2 separate regions of the Mus musculus genome follow, and region 1 is linked to region 2. A link is a contact called in public HiChIP or PLAC-seq data. All regions are on one chromosome and are shown on one strand. The core of a region is the stretch at or near the end of the contact, and the rest is flanking DNA. Distances in the headings are between cores, read along the strand shown. Region 1 overlaps Xpo6 (exportin 6). Region 2 overlaps D430042O09Rik (RIKEN cDNA D430042O09 gene).

Region 1 (3,970 bases), core at 609-3,108, 330 kb after region 2:
TGCTAAGGAAGCAGTACCCACCGTTCCTCTTTCCTCTCCTTCCTGTCTGTTATGGTGCCTAATCTCTCACCCACCCACCTTAATTTACAAAGAAAACTAAGCAGGAGCCTGCAAGCAACTCCATGTCACAGGACAGGCACCAGGTCGACACCAAGGGCTCAGCTCATCTCTCCAGACTTTCCAAAGATGTCATAGCTTTGCCTCTGTCAGTGTGTATGGCCTCACTGAGCACAGCCCAGGCCAGCTGCTCTATAGATCTAAGCAGGCCCTTGTGAACACCATCATCCATAAGGCAGGCCTCTGAGCCAACTCTTACCTGACTGATGGATAAAAGCTGGAAAGAGGGCCAGGGAGACCTGAACAGATTCCTGCAGTGACTGGTAGCAGATCTGTCGAGACTTGGTGGATTCCCCAGAAATATTCTCCACGATATCTTCCAAGACACTAAGTGTCTGGTGAATAATCACTTTGGCTGTAAGTCAAGATGAAGCTTCAGTTATGTGTTGTCTGAGATACGGTATAATTAGAGGAAATATACACAAGGGGGGGGGGGGGGGAATCTTGCAGAGGAGAGACCAGGAAGGCAAAAGGGAAGTCTTACTAACAAGTAGAACTTATCTCTTTCATTATATGACCCTATAGGCACCAAGTCCTATCTCTCTCCTCTTCCTTTTAACCTTCAAGACTCCAGTTGTCCTATTGTCTGCACACTTAGACTTATGCCTTCTCCCCCTCTACCTCTAGCAATAAATCAAATAGATGATAGGCTGGGGATATAGCTCAAGTTCTTGCCTAACAAGCACGAGGCCCTGGGTTCAACACTCAGAATCACACAAAAACTGGGTGTGGTGTACCTTTTAATTCCATCACTCAGGAGACAGGAGTAGAAGTTCAAACTGCAGAGCTGAGTTTGAGGCCAGCCTAGGCTTGTCAGGAGACAATCTCACACACACACACACACATACACACACCTGCTTCTCCATAAAACACCAACTGGCCAACCAAATACCCTATAAGCTGATAAGAAGACTGAAGAAACAAATGATCAGGCAATTAACACAGGAGAATAGACTCATCTCTCTTCAGCAACAGACAGCACCCACCCTGCTAACCACACAGGCACAGCCTACCATGCAATGTAATAGTGATGGCTTTAGGAAAAATTACTTTATCAATCTTTGGCCTATCAGGCCTATAGTCTGATAATGTATACATACTTATTTTTTATTAGTGGCAACATATTTAACTATAGCAAGATACTGACATATGAGTTCACAGCATGATTCTATACTGCACAGAGAATGTTGGCAGTTACTAGTCAACATCAGAAGTGAGCAGCAGAGGGTCAGGAACCAGCTTATACCTTGGGTAGGATCCAAGTCAGGCCAAGAGACCCAACTTTATTAGGTTCTTATGGGGCAAAGTTTAGCAGGGCACCTGACATAGGAAGAGAAAGCTGTCATCATTCTCCTACATGAGTGGAGGCTGCCTGACTCAGTTCAAGCCTAGCAGACTCAGCCTTGATGAGCTCCATAGGCTAGTCCAGATTGAAGCTGAGAGAGCCACTCTCGAACCTCCAGTATGCGTTGTGCGCTGTCTTGAACCTCAGAGTCCATAGGTTCCTATGTGGGCTAAAGCTTAAATCAGAGGAGGGTGTGACAGAAAGAAGGCATGCTGAGGAGACGTGCAAAGCTAGCTCTGTTCCTCTAGTGTCACTAACTGCTGAGCTCTGCTTTCTTCATCTGAAACAGTGGCCAGACTAGACCCCTCACGGACAATGGATGGAAGGCAGTGACTCATCACAGGCTGGATCACTGAAGACTGCTCACAGGGAGGCACAACAACAAACAAAAGGCACTATACACCACTGATAAGAAGCAAGCACAAACTTGTGCATGCTCAGAGACTGTGATAAGGCTAGGAGCCCATGAAGGACAGGGTACCAGACATAAAGGACAAGGTATTGGGGCTACAACAATGGAGTGTAGAGACAAAAATCAGATCTGTCTGACACTCAAGGAAAAATTTTAAGGACCAATGTTTATTTACCAAAACATAAAGTAAACTGAAAGCACTGTTAAATGTGTGACTGTGGCCTACCCACAGATAGTATATTACAAACCATGAAAGCCAGGCAGATAGGACACGCCTGTACACTCAGCACTCGGAGGCAGAGGCAGGAATATCAAAACTTCCAGGACAGTCTGAGCTGTACAGAGTCTATCTACCTCAGATAATAGCAATAATAATAATAATAACAATAAAAACAACAACCAAGACATTAAAGACCTTATTCTCAGAAAGCAAGAGACATTGAGAAGTGGTACAGAGTCTCAGACTTAGCCATTCTGACTTCTACCTCCTCCACCTTCTTTGCCACTAGTCAGCTAACCTAGTCTATGTGATGAATTCTAGAAAAATCATCTCAAAAAAAAAAAAAAAAACAAAAAGGAAAAAAAAAAAAAAAAACAAAGAAAAATGGTGCTTACAGCAGGCTACCGTGAAGAAAAGGTGAGCCAGAAAGATGACAACTTGACTATCTGCATTCTAAGCTAGCCTGAGATGCACAGTTAGACCTACCTCACTCACACTAACAAAAAGAGCACTCTTTACTACCACCTGTGAGATTTCACAAAGCATCCCTGTTGGCATTCTTCTACAAGCAACACCATCTAATAGTGTTTCATTATTCCTAATGTGAAAAGATGTATTCTATTTTTAAAAATATTTTGTACTTGTTATTTTCAGAGAAACTTGATCCTTCTTTCCATGAATTAGAATTGTCTCATTTTCTTCTCCTTGTTAATATAAACAATCACACCTCAGTATTATATATGAAGGCTCATGTTCTTCTAAAACCTCTGAAATGTTTTTATTTGGAAAAGGTTAAGGTCACCCAGAAGACAGTTCACACAGGAATCTGAAATAGGTTCACAGTCACCCTAGGGCTAATAGATGGAGGCAGCACACAGTTCACAGAGGGTTTCTTTAGGTTCCAACACTTAGCTAGCAGACAGGGGAATGCACTCAGGAAGTATGTCCAGCAGATGTACATTAGAATTAATAAGCATCTTACTATCCGAGCCTTTTCTGTGAAGCAACGGAAGTCATTTCAAGGGCTTTAGGTGCAAATGTCTACACAGAAGCGACTTACTGTCACCAAGTGGCACCTTTCTCTGGGGGGCAGTAGCACTGGGCTTCAGGCTGTGGTAGTCCCGGGAGAGTGCAGAGATGAGGCTGGCATGGTTGATCGAGCGCAGAGGCCACTGCTGCTCACTCTCAGGAAGATTTGGCCATGGAAGGAGCAAGGTATTAGAAAGTGCACGGCAAACCAACACCTGCGCCTAGAAGGAACCCAAAGGCATCCATCAAAGGTCAAAAGGAAGTGAAAGCTGGTAACCAATAGACACACATTTAGTACCCTATACACTGCTTCAGATCCTAGGTGTCTTTCTTACAGCCTGGTCATGCTCTACCTAAAGGCACCCAGGCAGGAAAAAGAAACACAGAAGTAACCCCACAGCTGGGTCTCAATGTACAGGGTCAGCCCCAAGAAGCCTAGCTGGTGTTCACCTTGCTCAATCTGGCATTCGAAGCCTCATGGAGGGAGACATCTCAGTAGATATTGATTCTGGTATGGCCTTTGATGCTGCCCTCTGACCCACAAATAAGCACTAAGAACAGGCTCATAAGAACTCTCTTGCTCACATTCAGGTCTTCTGAAGAACTTGTCTGTAAACCCACACACCTCTTCCACTTCCTGCTCCAAACTACTCTGAGCCTCCCAAATAGTTTCTCAACCCCAGAACAAAAGTATGTGAGAATATAAGCCAGACTGGCCTGAGCCAATGAGAGCACAGGGACGTTTTCCCATCTGAATCGATCTTGGCCGTGAGTCAGAGAAACCGGTAAGTTGTGCCAATGCTACCCCACAGAAGCAAGTCTGTGAAGTTGAAGTGGCTTTCAACTC
Region 2 (3,489 bases), core at 343-2,842:
GGGCAGGAGACTCCCTGAAGCTTCCTAGCTAGCCTAGTGTACACAGAAGTAAATAACATAGACTGTCTCAAACTAGGTGTGAGGCATGACCCAAGGCTGTCCTGTTCCCTGACCTCCATATCCATCCATCTTTTTTTTTTCCATATGTAGCAGAAGATGGCCTAATTAGCCATTATTGGGAAGAGAGGCCTCTTGGTATTGCAAACTTTATATGCCCCAGAACAGGGGAACGCCAGGGCCAAGAAGTGGGAGTGGGTGGGTAGGGGAGCAGGGTGGGGGGAGGGTATAGGGAACTTTCGAGATAGCATTTGAAATGTAAATAAAGAAAATATCTAATAAAAAGATTGGAAAAAATATCCATCCATATTGTGGCAAGAACCACCACCACAATCACTCACACACACACACACACACACACACACACAGCGTAGTCCAGGAACTCCTGCCTGGTACTTGGGAACTGAGCTTGAAGATTAGAATCTACCTCAAAAGGAAAGAGTGTCTTGACATATATATTAGAAGTATAAAAGACAAAAATATTTAAACCATAGTTAAAAGCTCAAAATTGTCAACACTTAAAACCTTTTAGCTTTTCTATTACTTACTTGGTGTGTGTATGTGTGTGTGTGTGTGTGTGTGTGTGTGTGTGTGTGTGTGAGTGCACATGTGGTAAAACCACTGAGCCATCTTGTTGGCCCCAAACTATCAACTTTTCCCCTCTAGAGATTTATTTTAAGTTATGTATATGTATATGTACATGTGCCTGTTTGTCAGTATGTGCATGCGAGTTCAGCTTCCCATGAAGACTAGAGGCATTTGGTCACCCTAGAACTGAAGTTAACAAAAGACTGTGAGGTGCCCAATAGGAACACAAGAATCGACCTCGGATCTTCTGGAAGAATAATGATACATACTCTTAACTACTGAGTTATCTCTCCAGTCTCTTAAGAGAAACCAAGGCACAAGGAAAGACACAGTTTGATTTGGTTATATTAGCCAGGTTTACTATTGCCATGGTAAAACACCATGACCAAAAGTAGCTTGGAGAGAAAAGGGATTTGACTTGCATGTAGAGTCACAGTCCATTAGGGGAAACCAAAGCAGGAATCCATACTAGGTAGGGACTTGGAGGCAGGAGCTGATTCAGAGGCCATGGAGGGGGGCTACTTACTGGCTTGCTCATCATGGCTTGCTCCGCCTGCTTTCCTATAGAACCCAACCAGTCCAGGGGTGGCACCATTCACAATGGGGTAGCCTAGGCCCATATCAGTCACTAATAAAAACTGTCCTTCTAGGTCTGTCCTATAGCCAGATCTTAAGGAGGAATTTTCTCAATTGAGGTTTCTTCCTCTCAGATGACTGCAGCTTGTGTCTAATTGACATAAAACTAGCCAGCACATAGGTTGAACATTAGTGTCAAGGTCTTAGAGATTTCAAAGCAGTTTCACTTGCTTGTTTATTGGGACAGTATATGGCTATGTGGCCCAGACTGGCTTCAGACTCTTACTTCTCTCACTTCAGTCTTTAGAGCACTAGGATGGCCTGTGTGTCTATGCTGGACAGTTTTATGTCATTCCTCAGCAGGTGGCCCTGGGCTTTATAAAAAGCAGGCTGAGCAAGCCATGGGAAGCAAGCCAGTAAGCAGCATTCCTCATGGCGTTTGCATCAGCTCCTGCCTCCAGGCTCCTGACTTAGTGATAGACTGTCACCTGGAAGCATAAATTGAAATAAGCCTTTTTCTCCTCAAGTTGCTTTGGTCATGGTATTTCATCACAGCAATAAAAACTTTAACTACGACAGTGTCCTACCACCACCTACTTTAATAAGTTTTAAAGATAGAACCTCCAAATGGGAGGGAGATTGTGTCTTAACTCTGTTTGGTACAGACAGAGGTAAGCTGTTTTATACAAGGAAACCTTTCCCCCCAAAGATTTATTATGTCTGTGTAGGGGTGGGGGTATAAAGAGCCCAGATGAGCAGAAGATGTTGGATCCCTTGGAACTGGAGTTATAGGTAGTTGTGAGCTATTACGTGGATGCTGGGAACCTAACCTGGGTCCTCTGCAAAAGTAGCAAGTGCTCAGCTGTCTGTCTGTCTCTCTCTCTCCTGCCTCAGCTCTTTGGCCAACATCGTGCTTCTTCCATTCAGTTATCAGAGGGGAGTGGGGAAGGGGAAATAAGACAGTTCTTGGGAGAGCGAGGCAGTGGGGGCCTGACTGTGGGGGCTTTCTGTAAGGGAAACATGAATGTTTCCCAATGTTGTACTTGATGAAAACTCTTACAAGATGTAGCAGTTCTTGGCTGGTGGACTCCAGTGTGCACAGAGAAGGAAGCCTGGCTTGTACGAGGTCAAAGCTGAATTAAACAGAGTGGGCAGTGGTGGTGATGGTAAGGCACATGCTTAGCACACATGAGACCTACATTCAATGATAGCCTCAAATAATTATTTTCACATAAAACAATTCACTTTCGTTTGGCCTGTTGAGACAGATTGGCATTGAACTTACCATCAGCCTCCAAGCACTAGGTTGATAAATATATTTTGGTTGTCACATTCAAAAACACAGTTCAGACCAGAAGGACAAACAAACAAACAAACAAACAATGCCAACAAGATAGAGTTGGGTAGAAAATACATTATTAGTTAAGGCCTGAAAAGTAAGTGTAAAAATTCAAGGTAAGGAGGGCCACAGCAATGGTAGGCAGAGCAGCCTCAGCTCCCAGCCTGCAGCTGAGCTACCTGGCCCACTGTGGGCATCACTGCTGCTGCTCCACTCATACTTGGGAAGCTTCCCCTGGTCTCTAGTCTCTGTTGGGTGTCATGACAACTCAGCTGTGTCTGCTGTTTCCCTGAAGCCTGACAGCACATGATGGAGACTCACCAGGCCTAAGAGAGTAGCTGACCTTCCATTAACTTTTTGAAAGGCCTTGGCTAAGTCACCTTCTTTTGGAGCCCCATTTCCTCTTCCAACAGGAAGGGGTGGATTAAGTATTTCCTTTTCCTGCAATCTCTGAACTTGAGGCTCCTAGGCTGTAGAAGAACATCTTCTCACATTCCAGACTCTGTAGTAGCAGAGAAGACGTGCTATGCACAGGGTGTGGCTCATCTGCAGAGCTGTCCTATAGGTCACTGGCAGGTAGACACAACTCCCACTCCCAGACCCCAGTTCTGTCTTTTTGCCTGGTATGGTTTGCTTTCTGGTTTATTTCAAACATGGTCTCACCACCCACATAGCCCTGACTGTCCTGGAACTCACAGTGTAGATCAGGCTGGCCTCAAACTCACAGAGATCCTTCTGCCTCCTCTCCTGAGTGCTGGGATTAGTGTGTGCATGCCAAGCTGTTTTTGGATTGTAGAAAACTGCCTTCCATAGTTAGTATAGTAGTAGAAGGCATCTGTAACTTCTTGTTTTTCCACCAGTCCACTTTGTTTCCAGAAATAATGACTCTGAGACTTCTTATATATGAATAAATGCTTAGACCAATGGTT

The links. HiChIP or PLAC-seq counts read pairs in DNA pulled down with a chosen protein or histone mark.
Region 1: an H3K27ac HiChIP or PLAC-seq map of trophoblast stem cells shows a contact between it and region 2, with 9 times the contacts expected there. The contact joins two enhancer-like sites. A contact is called at or near these places in 1 of 484 Hi-C or Micro-C datasets (cranial neural crest), 1 of 115 datasets of contacts at active chromatin or transcription factors (trophoblast stem cells) and 3 of 9 other capture datasets (adipose tissue, liver and pancreatic islet).

Annotation. Positions count from the first base shown.
Region 1 is chr7:126,109,598-126,113,567 of GRCm38.p6, forward strand. It overlaps Xpo6 (exportin 6), which reads right to left. Exons shown (of 24, transcript NM_001311143.2): 17 at 3,155-3,344; 18 at 317-472. Among named protein-coding and RNA genes, the nearest start is that of Gm30807, 12 kb to the left of the region's middle. Within about 2 kb of position 1,859, at least 8 of the 459 cell types and tissues checked have an H3K27ac peak or open chromatin away from gene starts, as enhancers often do. A contact at or near this core is called in trophoblast stem cells, where this site is marked.
Region 2 is chr7:125,778,254-125,781,742 of GRCm38.p6, forward strand. The region is part of intron 6 of D430042O09Rik (RIKEN cDNA D430042O09 gene); the gene reads left to right. Among named protein-coding and RNA genes, the nearest start is that of D430042O09Rik, 72 kb to the left of the region's middle. Within about 2 kb of position 1,593, at least 1 of the 459 cell types and tissues checked has an H3K27ac peak or open chromatin away from gene starts, as enhancers often do. A contact at or near this core is called in trophoblast stem cells, where this site is marked.